3 separate regions of the Mus musculus genome follow, and all the other regions are linked to region 1. Evidence: chromatin contacts called from public Hi-C and promoter capture Hi-C data. All regions are on one chromosome and are shown on one strand. The core of a region is the stretch at or near the end of the contact, and the rest is flanking DNA. Distances in the headings are between cores, read along the strand shown.

What was found. Promoter capture Hi-C pulls out the DNA fragments that hold promoters and counts their contacts. A called contact is a pair of places that touch in the nucleus more often than the background predicts.
Region 2: a contact with region 1 is called in a Hi-C map of B cells, with 9 read pairs. The contact joins the promoter of 4833417C18Rik here to the promoter of D030028A08Rik in region 1. A contact is called at or near these places in 2 of 39 promoter capture datasets (hippocampal neurons and liver), 1 of 484 Hi-C or Micro-C datasets (B cells), 1 of 115 datasets of contacts at active chromatin or transcription factors (embryonic stem cells) and 1 of 9 other capture datasets (macrophages).
Region 3: a promoter capture Hi-C map of liver shows a contact between it and region 1, with 4 times the contacts expected there. The contact joins the promoter of Itga3 here to the promoter of D030028A08Rik in region 1. A contact is called at or near these places in 2 of 39 promoter capture datasets (hippocampal neurons and liver).

The regions. Positions count from the first base shown.
Region 1 is chr11:96,941,887-96,945,725 of GRCm38.p6, forward strand. It overlaps D030028A08Rik (RIKEN cDNA D030028A08 gene), which reads left to right and starts at 2,260. Exons shown (of 6, transcript NR_003293.3): 1 at 2,260-2,328; 2 at 2,959-3,207. It overlaps Pnpo (pyridoxine 5'-phosphate oxidase), which reads right to left and starts at 2,133. Exons shown (of 7, transcript NM_134021.2): 1 at 1,845-2,133; 2 at 524-648. The coding sequence starts at 1,982.
Region 2 is chr11:95,857,073-95,861,058 of GRCm38.p6, forward strand. It overlaps 4833417C18Rik (RIKEN cDNA 4833417C18 gene), which reads left to right and starts at 1,745. Exons shown (of 2, transcript NR_045187.1): 1 at 1,745-2,010; 2 at 2,922-3,974. It overlaps Gm38959 (a long non-coding RNA gene), which reads right to left and starts at 1,379. Exons shown (of 3, transcript XR_880173.3): 1 at 633-1,379. n-TQttg6 (a tRNA gene) reads right to left here and starts at 2,171; the gene lies at 2,100-2,171.
Region 3 is chr11:95,075,400-95,079,078 of GRCm38.p6, forward strand. It overlaps Itga3 (integrin alpha 3), which reads right to left and starts at 1,315. Exons shown (of 26, transcript NM_013565.3): 1 at 732-1,315. The coding sequence starts at 937.

The DNA.
Region 1 (3,839 bases), core at 1,010-3,509:
TGAGTTCAAATCCCAGCAACCACATGGTGGCTCACAACCATCTGTAATGAGATCTGATGCCCTCTTCTGGGGTGTCTGAAGACAGCTACAGTGTACTTACATATAATAAATAAATAAATCCTTAAAAGAGAGAGAGAGAGAGAGAGAGAGAGAGAGAGAGAGAGAGAGAGAGAGAGAGAGAATAGGGCCTCAGGGCCAGTCCCAGCAGATATAGCTCCAAAAGTCAGGGCTTGAGCAGATAGGAGCCTGAGGGAGGCCAAGGGCCATGAGGGGTGAGCAGATAGGAGCCTGAGGGAGGCCAAGGGCCGTGAGGGGATACATTAGGGATGGAGATGTATAAGGAACTGCATTTTATCACTAGAGAGTATTCAGTGATCTGGCTTTGGTTTACCAGTTAAGGACTGGTTTACTGGGGCTCAGAGAAGGCTGGCTTTAATAGCGGAACTAAAGATATAATAATGTTGAGAGCACTTCCTAATCTCCATCTGGACCCACCCACACAGAGGCCCCAGGCTGTGTGTACCTGGTGCAGGTAGCCACACACATAGCATTGGCTTCTCCTATGTCCGGACACTGAACAGCCTCGTCAAACCAGGAAGCAAACTGCTTCATGGGATCCAGAGAGGTCAGATGAGTCTCCTCGAATGCCTAGAAAGAGAGGTTGATGTCAGCGAATGAACAATGTTTACTCTGTGCCTGGCAATGGGCTGAGATGTTTTTCAAATGTAAATGCATTTAGCCATCATAATGATGACCATGAGAGAAAGAAAAAAACACCAACCAAACAAAACACTACTCAGGAAGTAGGTTCTATGTCCATTTACAGATGGTGAAACAGGCATAAAACGGCCCAGTAAGTCCCTGAGTCTCCTAAGGAGGAAGGGATGAACCAGGGCTGGAGTGTGCTGAAGTTCCTGTGGGTCACCTCATTCTTTTTCATGAAGTAGTTCTAAGGTTTCACAAGAGCCTACATCTCAGTCAAGCACTCCTGCAGATGTTCACGGATAAGCACACTTGGCCACTGTAGCTCTGGATCCCAATCCCAGAACTGATCTCTTGGTCCCTGACCTGAGTGGGGAGAAGATCATGATGAGGGAGGTTAAAACGAAGAGCTTCCAGGTTAGCCTTGAACTCACTGTGTAGCCGGACCCTGAACTCTGGATCCACTGTGCCTAGTTCATTTGGTGCCAAAGGTGGAACCCAGAACCCTCATACACACCAGGCAAGACTCCACAACACTCAGCTACAAGCCCAGCTTCCGCTCCTTTATAAATTTATATCACGTTTATGACTGTTTTAAGCATTTTACAAATGCCTAAATATAGACTGGTAAAGACATCTACCACGAAACCTGACAACCTGAGTTCATTCCTGGTGACCTACGACATGGTGGGAAAAAAAAAAAAACAAAAACAAAAACCAAAAAACTCCTGAAAGTTGTCGCCTGTCATACATGTATAAACACATGTACACTCTAAATGTATAAAAATGTAAAAAATGAGAAAACCCCCAAACCCACAGCATCCTTGTGAAGTAGGTATCACCACTTTACAGGTGGATAAACTGAGGCCCAAAGAGCATAAATTGTCCACAGCGAGACAGTCAGAAAAGGGCTGGGTTCCAACACAGGTGGGTTCTGATGTCAAGGGGTCTATGAGTACACGTTAATCCACGGTTCCCCTGAGGCCCTCCCCAGTAGCTGTCTCTGAAACCCTCTTCTCCCATCAGGGTGACCCCTAAATCCCGTTGCCTTGTAAGTGGCCCCTGAAAGCACAAGGCGCTCCTCCAACCCTTTGCTAATTTAGGGACACCCCCTTTCCGTGTCCCGGCGGCAGCGGCAGCACCTCTCGATCCCCGCGGTAACTCTTGCGCATTGGTCCCAGGTCCATGACTGCACCCCGACAGCACAGGTGACGGAGGTAGCCCGTCCACTTCGCAGGTCTCCTGAACGTCACAGTGACGCTCAGCAGCCCGCACGTCATGTAAGCAGTCGGCCACGTGACCCAGCGTCGCCTGGCCCTGGGTTCGGAACCAATTGCTCAGCCTGTGTGTCTAGCCTGGGAAGGAAGAATTTACTAGAGCCCCAGACAAGCTAGTAAGTCCTAAGTTCTCGGAACCAAGGTGCCTAGGATCAACCAATAGCTGTCCAGGACCAGAGCAGGGATCCATACCTGGAGAGCTTATTGGTTTGAGTTACCTGGAGCGAGACCAATTAGAGCGGGAATGAAGGAACCCAGCAGCCAATGGGCAGCGCCTCCAGGGGCGGGAGCAGAGAGACAAGGAAATGCTGTCACCGCCGTTTAAGAAGCACGTGGAGGTTTGTTAAAGGTATAGGGACAGCAGCCAAGGCGAGGGCGGGGCGAAGTCTCGGGGCTGGAGAGGAGAGGTCCGCAGTAAGTGGCCGGCCAGTGGCGGGCTACTGAAGAAGAACGTAGGGCAGGGATCCCCTCCTGGCGCAGCGGAGGTTGGAAGACTGGGCAAGAAAACATGGTTTGGGGGCCGGACTCGGAAGCAAAGGTGTTAGGGACACAGGGAGAGACTGAGGGAGAAGATTGTGGCTTGAGAGTAAGGAGAGACTGAAACTGCCTTGTAAACCGCAGGGCAGGTGCTGAGGGTCGTGGTGGTGGGCTGATACTCTGGGGACTGGGGAAGCACTCTGGGGTCAGGAAGGAGACTCTGAGGCGAGAAGGGAGTCAGCTGAATAGAAAGAAGACAGAAATTGGAATCAGGCTACCCCAGAGCAGAATGGTCTTCCCTTCTAACTTGTAACCCTTTCCTAAGGGTTGGGCTGGGCTCAGGGCATCCTATACCCAATGCAGTGGAGTTACTACTAGCCACTGCTCTAACAGATGGAAGGGCTGTCCCTTTCCTAAACCTCTTTCAACTTGGTTATTTCCTCCTTTTCATATTTCTTCTTGTTGTTGTTGCTGTTTTTATTTCTTTGTTGTTCCTTTCTAGGTAGTGGGAGGCATAGTTTTTGGCAATAGCCAGCCAAGGATACAGGGAACAGGTGCGGCGCCTGCACGCTGACTTCACGTGGTGGATGTCTGGCTGAGAGAGAAGTAGGAAATCCTCACAACGCTTCTTCCAGCTTTGATCTGCCTGGGGCAGCCCGTGGTGGAAGATGACTCTGTAGCCCTGGTGTCTACCAGTATCCGGAGTGGGAGCCCCAAGAGCCATGTAGACAGGCACCCAGCACTGTGCCAGGTAAGAGACCTTCTTGGCCTGCCTTGGTGTCTGCAGTGGGAACTCATTATCCTCTGTCTACAGCTTGAGCCAGCGCAATCTGCTGCACAGAAGCAAGAGGAAGGAAGCTTGCTGAGAAAAGTGGTGCATGCCTGCCGGTTGTCTCAGCACTTAGACTAAGGCCAGCCTTGGCTACATAGTAAACGTGAGGCTAGCCTAGAATTTTTGGTGCATTGTCGTTTTCTCCCATGAGCAGGATGGGGAGAGTCGTCTGGCTCTTGCAGTGGACTGTAGTAGTTAGTCATCAGCATCCCTTATAAGGTCCACTCTCTTTTTCTATTCCCGGGGCTGCTCTTTCTTTGGAGCAAGAGCTTCCTAGGTACTGAGACTTCCAAGACAGGATCATGAGCTGGGTGTGGCGCCACACAGCTGGGACTCCAGCCCTTGGGAGGCAGAGGGAAAGGATCATGGGATTAATACCAGCTGCACAGCCTTAAAAAGGAAAAACAAACAAACAAACAAAAAAACGAAAAACCAACCAACCAACCAAAACAAAACAAAACAAAAAAACCTCCAAAACCAAAAAACAAAACCACACAACAACCATGAGATGTGTATTTATATAGCCTATCCATTCAATAAACATTTACCAG
Region 2 (3,986 bases), core at 495-2,994, 1.1 Mb before region 1:
GCTAACCTATGCTCCTGCCTGCCCACCTTATCCCATGTTCTTGGAGACACTTAGCATTGTCATCGGGTGGGTGTGACCTGTCCGATTTAGCTCTTTAGTGATATCCTACATAGTGAGCTTATTTTCAAGTCTGAGGCTATTTTCCTCTTTTTTTTTTTTTTTTTTTTTTTTTGGTTTTTCGAGACAGGGTTTCTCTGTGTAGCCCTAGCTGTCTTGGAACTCACTCTGTAGACCAAGCTGGCCTCGAACTCAGAAATCCGCCTGCCTCTGCCTTCCAAGTGCTGGGATTAAAGGCGTGCATATGTTGGTATGAATGTGGAAGCCAGGGTCAATGTGAGGTGTTTTCTTTCTTTCTAAAGACAGGTTCTCTCATTGGCTGGCCAATGACCCTTCTGCCTTCACTTCCCCAGCATTAGGACTACAATCCCCAGCATGCCCAGCTCTGACATGAGTTCTGTGGATGGAGCTCAGGTCCAGCATGGTTGCATGCAAGCTCTTTACCTGCTGAGCTATGCCCCTAGCACAGGTTTTGCTATTTTTCGGCAGGCAGTTTTCTTACAGGCTTTGAGAATTTATTTAGATTTATTTGCTATTTATGCATTACACATGCATATCCCTAGTCTGTGGCTTACCTTTTCTCTTAGTATGCCAGGCCCTGAGTGCCTTGCAGTTCACCATTGAGCAACAGGCCCAGATATTTTCACTCTTCTGATGGTACTTGGAGTAGCACAGTCCTCGTCTGTGCGTTTTATTCGGGCTTTGTTTAAACTGAGGTGTAGGCATTCCCCTATGTCGTCAGCCAAGCTCACCGCTTCTGTCACTTTCAGGTCAACAATTCTCTTGGGACTTTCTGCTGTGTTTAGTGTTAACAAGAATCCGATTTCATATTCTTTCCCTATAAGCAAGCACACAGCAGGATGTCAAGTAGGTCCTTTCCCCTAACTCTGTTGTGCTACCTTTTATTATTATTTAAATTTGTGACACCTTTGTTATTATAAACTATGCATAAAGGTGAGGCTGCATCTTGCTTCCCTATTCTGTTCCATCGGTATGTTTATCCATCCAGACATTATCTTAATTTCTTTAATGTACAGTTAACAAGCATCTTTATTTTCTGGTAGCGCAAGTGTGCCTCCTCTCACGTCTTGATCTTTTTGAGGTTGCGATGGTTCATTCAAACTGATCCATTCAGATGTTTTAAAGAGTGCGTGGGTTGTGTCTGCAAGAGGCATGCTTAGAGAATTAATCGGAGAGTCGGGAGAGGCTCCTTTTGGTTTCCATGGCATCCTCCCAAGGGTGAGAACCTATAGCCACCGTGCCAATCACTCTGTAGGGAGACCATAATGCGTCAGCAGGCTCCCTCGTCATTTATCCCACAGGGACGAACACAAATCCCAGATCTTAATCCAAAGAAGATACAATACTCCCTGTACATATTTTCCACCCGCGGCGCGATGCAGCTAAAGAAATCCTTAGCGATTCCTGCCCTTCTCTCGGAGAAACACCTCATGGACGGTGAGAAACTGTACTGATCGCCTGCCAGCCTGACTAAGTGACTGTTGTCTAATTGAAACACAACCTCGCTGGGTGAGCAATGCAGAACCAAAACACGGGTTTATGACCCCTAAACGCACAAGCCTCGGGGAATCGCTCTCTTGTACCCAATCAGAGGTCCCCTGGCACCACTTACCCGCCCCCCGGCCCCGTCCGGCCACTTCATTCGCGGCTCACAAAGCAATCCTACCGCGCGTTCTGCACAGCAGCCAATCAGAGGGTAGGGGGCGGGGACTCCGAGGCGCGGTGTGTGCAGCGGTACTCAGACAGGAAAGCCTCGGGATCCTTCGGGTTCTTTCGTTTTCCCTCCTGGGTAAAGTTATGTTCAGTCTTCCATCAACTCGTTTATTTTTCCGCCCGACTCGGCGCGCGTGCGCAGTGCCTCCCAGCCCAGGCTGTTCCTGAAATGTAATCGTGTTGAGACACAGGGAGGGAAGCTGAACGTCCATTCTACAGGTCAGTGCATTCCCTGCGGAGGCTCGGGTTGGTTGCTACTTCCTGCAGGCCCCAAAACAGGGATTCTAAGGCCAAAAAAAGGTTCAGTGAGGTCCCACCGAGATTTGAACTCGGATCGCTGGATTCAAAGTCCAGAGTGCTAACCATTACACCATGGGACCTGCTGGCGGCTTAAGGCGCCCGGCAGCCTTCTCAAGCCACATGACGTTGGGCAACCTTTTCTAAGCTTCGCTACACTTGGCTTGGGCCCGTGGCCGGTGGCCGCGATGGCGGGCAGACACGGAACCACCGAGATTCTCATGTCCTTACGAATTCCAAACGTTCATGGGCCCCGAGGTGTCTGTCACCTCTTCCGGTGATCCTCCAAGGGTCCCGGCTCTTGACCCCAAGTCTCGAGGGCGGCTGGTCGTCCGATCGGACCAAGTCCGGAGAAAGCCGGCTCCGGTCCCGGACTCCGGGCAGGAGGTTCGGCGCACGCAGCCTGGGCTTTCTACTTGTTTTCTGCGTTTATATCAGGAGGGCTGTGGCTAGGACGCTTTGGCCCAGCGGGGAAGGACGCGGACTGGCACGTGGTGGCACAGCCGTTCAAACCCCGGACGAAACCTGGGGTACAGACGGGGATGCTGGAGAGTGCGCCGCACGTGGATGCCGCAGCCCCTGCTCCGCGCTATGCAAATTATCTGTAGGGAGATTGGCGCTTCCAATTCAGCACTTCCCCCCGCGCTTCAAAAGGCCGGACTACCGAAACTTCTAGTGTGCCGATCCTTAGAAAAACCCAGTCAGAATTTTAACAACAGACACCCACCATTCAACACACCACGCGCACACACACACATATCCCGCAAAACAACAACAAAATCCCCACTTCTGCACTGTCTAGTCTTTCATTTTCCCTAAATGTGTTTCTGCAGGTCAGTCAACACTTTGACTCAGCAGTTCACCTTCGGAGCATTACCCTAGTGGACATCCATCTGTGCCTCGAGGCTGCTTCAAGGATGCTCTGGACTATGTATTGTTTATTATAATATAGTGAGGCTTGGCCCCATAATGATGGCTATTGTATAAGTCCTCTACAAGAGTTTAAGAAATAACCTGTGTGCGAGGCTCAGATAAGCACTAGGGACACCAGGAATGTTAACTACACAGGAATGTCTGTTTAGTGAGAGAGATGTATGACGTGTCTTCTGCCCAGAAGGCTGGGAGCAGATGTGGGTAATGGCCTGTGACCTGAGACTGATAGGCTGAGATCTCACCAGTTCCTCCCTGGACTCTTATCGGTGAGCATGTTTTTCTCAGTCTATAGAAACTATCTTTCTGGAAGATGTCACATGTACTTTACAAAGAGTTCCAGTGCAGTGGTGTCCTAAGCTGTGCTGTGCACAGGTGATTGGGTTAATTATCACCAGGTAAGTTTTCACCAAATAAACTACTTGGGGTCAGGCTTGCAAAGTTTGAACCAACACTGGCTGCTTAATTGTATTGAATTGAGCAACCTTGTTTCCTACAGATCACCACTCTGTAGAGGTCCCCTGGCACCACTTACCCGCCCCCAAACATGTATTGAGACAAAAGACCAAACCAAACAGCTCTGCTTTTCACTTCTTTTTTTTTTTTTTTTTTACAATTTTTTATTATTATTATTTATTTATTATATGTAAGTACACTGTAGCTGTCTTCAGACACTCCAGAAGAGGGCATCAGATTCCACTACGGATGGCTGTGAGCCACCATGTAGTCGCTGGGACCTGAGGAAGAACAGTCGGCACTCTTAACCACTGAGCCATCTTACCAGCCCGCTTTTCACTTCTTATACACAAGCAAACAGAAGAGCTATGTACCGTGCAGTCTATTTGCTGTGTGACCTTGTACTAGGGTTCTATAGGATAGCAACTTATGGGATGAATATATTTAATTATAATAGACTATTACATATAATATAAATATTTCTGTATATAAGTAATCATATATTATAAATG
Region 3 (3,679 bases), core at 65-2,564, 1.9 Mb before region 1:
ACACACTCAGGGCTGCTGATTCAACATGAATCTGTGGAATGCAGGGAGATGTCTGGTGGGAGTACCCCCACTGCTTCCGGGTGGGCTCTGGCCTCAGAGTAGAAGACAGCGCCTCCTCTGTCTTCTACTGTCCGTTCCTCTAGGGGCAAGAGGAAGTCTCTGGACAGCTCCGAATGCCCAGCCTCTTCATCACCTCACTCTGCAATGCCAAGCCCTTGAGAAGTGTGGTCCAGCCTGGTTCTGCAGAGGGCGTGGCTGCTCTGGCCACAGGCTAAATGAGAGGGCTAATAGGGATTTGAACGCATATATTCTCGGTTCTCTTCAAGGAGGAGGGGAAGAGCGATGTAATAGGTGTTTAATATACAGAGTTCTCCTAGCCCGGGAAAGAAGCTAATGTTAGGTACTGGATTCTCAGGGTGCTGGGCAACAAAGACCCTACTTCCGAAGATGTCTGAAATGTGGAGCGGTCGCGTCTAGACAGGTTCTGGCCAGGTCAGCACTTGCCATGATTACTGCCCCCCTCCCCCCACCCCCTTCCTCCACTTGCCGCCAAGCCCCACAATCGGAGAACTGCCGTCTTACCCGCCCTCTTAATCCTGGCTCACAAGGAAAGGCCAGCAGCAGCAGGCCTGGAAGTCAGCGGGCCCAGGGCTCCAGTTTAGCTTAGGTCAGGTATCCGCGCACATACCCCTCTCTCTGCACCCCACCTCACCGCCGCCAGGCTGACTTACAGGTAGCGCTGTTGTCGCTCAGTCTGCCGATGGAGGGCGACCGAGTAGCCGAAGAGGCTACCGGGGTTCACCGCCTCCTTCACCACCAGGAATCGGGTGTCCAGGTTGAAGGCGAAGGCGACCCGGCCGCAAGCCGCCACCATCAAGGCCAGAGCGCGGAGCAGCCAGCCAGGGGCGCGGGGCACGCGGCAGGGGCCGGGGCCCATGGCTGCGGGCCGGGCCGTAAGGGGCCGGGCGAAATCGCTAGAGGGCTCAGCACCGGGAGTGATGAACGGTTCACCTGCTCCAGGCGCCACCAGAGGACACCCGAGCCCGCAGAGCCGCTGCACCGGTAGTCAGGCAATTTTTTACCCTAGTCCGGGTCACTTTCACGTCTGCTCCGGGTGCTTTTCCAATCCGTTTTCCAGATCCGTGGATCTACTCTCACGTTGGTTCGGTGGACGGGTCACCGTTCCGAGCTCCGAGCACCCCACACCCTAGATGGTCCCGGCCGCGCCCCCTTGGAGGTGTTAGCTCTTTGGACCTCGGCTAGGTGGAGGATTTAGAACGGCAAGCCCTCGATCACCAGGAGGGCAGGAGGGAGGGATCCTCCCCAGCGCGCCCCGCCTCCCCACCGCCCAGCCCCGCACCTCCCCACCTTGCGCGCCCAGTCCGGGCTCCGCTTTCCTTCCGGGGAAAGAGAAAAGGTCCCCGCTCGGCCGCCGCCTCTTAAAGGGGCAGCGCCGCCCCTCCCTCTCCATCTCTCCTATCGCGACTCCGCCCTCTCTCTCAGACACCTGTCGGGAACCCTTAAAGCCCGGATTTCCCCTTCCAGCGGAGAGCTTCTTCCTAGGAGCGTCGCCTTCGGTACAAGACGGATTGGACGGGCGGGGCCAGAGGTGGATTTGCTTGGCGCTTGCGGCGGCTGCTACTGGAAAGGCCGTTCAAGGCACCGCCAGCACCGCGATCCCCGCTGGACAAACCAGGCGTTGGCTCTTCGGAGAACGGTCGACTGTGTTCGGCTGCCTGGAATGCGGACCTCCGCAGTGATGTGAGTCCCTAAGAGGTGACTGCGGGTCTCCGGACTTAACTTCTTCGTGCTAAGTACACTCAATGTTATGTATGAAGGAGTATTTCTCCTGCCCACCCGCCTCCTCTCATCCTGTTCCCTGCTGGAAGCGGCTCCTCCGCAAAGCCAGACAGATATTTAGTGGTGGTGATGACAACCCATCAGAAATAATAATTAGCAAAGGGCAGCCTTTGTCTCGAAGCAGTGAATGGGACCTCAGCCCCCACAGGTGTGATGCTGGGTGGAGACAGGTGGGCTTGACTCAAAGATCTCACTATCCGAGGAAGAATTAGGGAACTCCAAGAGTGTATGGAATGTTGTTTTGGTCTAACTCAGATTTCCCCTAATGCAGAACAAGACTCATTTTCCCTGAGCATCGTTTTCTACATGTTTTTATAATTAAATAAGAACAGCACATGCAGCAGGCACTATGCTAACTGCTTTACAAATACTACTTTTTCAAGGCAATATACATGTATACAAGTATATATGTGTATACACACACATCTACACAACCACCAGTCTAAGGAAAAGGGAAAGCAGAAAATGAGCCCATCCAATGGGATTCTGCTCCGGTGTTTGAGGAACCAGCTCATTCTGTGTCTGATTCCCTATCTAGACATTGTGACCTTAGAAGGTACAATCATTTCCTCACAGCTGATCTTATCTCTTACACTCAAAGGTGCAGCCCTTAGAGACCAGGATGTCCTTTTGCTCATGACAATTACTGACAGTTTGTCGTTGCCACCACTATGTAAACCCAGGTCTGTACCTGTCTCTCTATTTACATATGGGAGCAGAGCTGTCTCTTCATCAGACACAGCCCTGGAGGGACCAGGGGGAGCAAGCAGCTTTCCCTGCATAAAGTAAGTTTGAGATCTTTGCAGCCCCATGTGGCCACATTGATGCAGGAGCAGCCCAGATGAGCCTGGAGTTAAATAGAAAGATGAGAAAGCAGAGGTGAGCCACCGGAAGGCGCGGGTCTACGATTATGAAATCCTTACACCAGTCATCAGGGAATTAGCTCTGCTTTTAAGATGAGAACACCAAGGCTCAAGGAAGTTACGCTATTCGGCTAAAGCCACAAAGCTAAGATTCTAATAGTGCGGTATCTAACCCCAGAACCCTTCTTAACCATTATGCTAATGATTAACCCTTAGGACAAATCAGATTTTGTTGAGACTTGGTGTGACCGGAGCCTCTCCTATGGGAGTGTCCTCTTCCATTACTTTCTACTTCCCTTTTGGCCTGGCAAATTCTAGATGCCCCGCCTAACTGGTTAAAATGGTAACTGCTAAACAATCTATCTTCCTTTAGCTTTGCAAATACCAGAAGATCTGATGACCTTTCTAGCCTTGTTCCTCTGTCTTTGCGTACAAACCAATGCATATTTACTACCCGGCTGTTTAGCTCCCGATAAGAAGCTTGTCTGCTTTAGGAATGGAACCGGTCCCAAGAGATAAAGTAGATTGTAGTGTTCTGGGCAGAGGGGGGAAAACAACAAACATACCAAAACCCCCAGAGATGTAAGCCATAGGCAGCAAAGACCACTCCCTCAGCCTATAGAACATGCTTCAGTCTGCATATGGAAGTCAGGACAACCTCATGGGCTAGGTGATTCTTCCACTTTTACATGCTTTCTGAGGTCAAACTCAGGTCATCAGCCTTGTACAGCAAGCACTTTATATGCTGAGGCATCTTGCCAGCCTGGTATGACTTCTGCCATGTAGCTCAGGCCAGCCTCAGAATATTGGCTACTGAGGAGCGAGCATCCTTAACCAGGTAAAGTTAGGAGCGTGGCTTTAGGATCTGCCCAGACTCCCACCTTGCTCCCATCCCCCAGCTACGGGCCTAGGCTGAGCAGTTTCCTGTCTTCTCCATGGGGAAAGTGGGGGTTAAC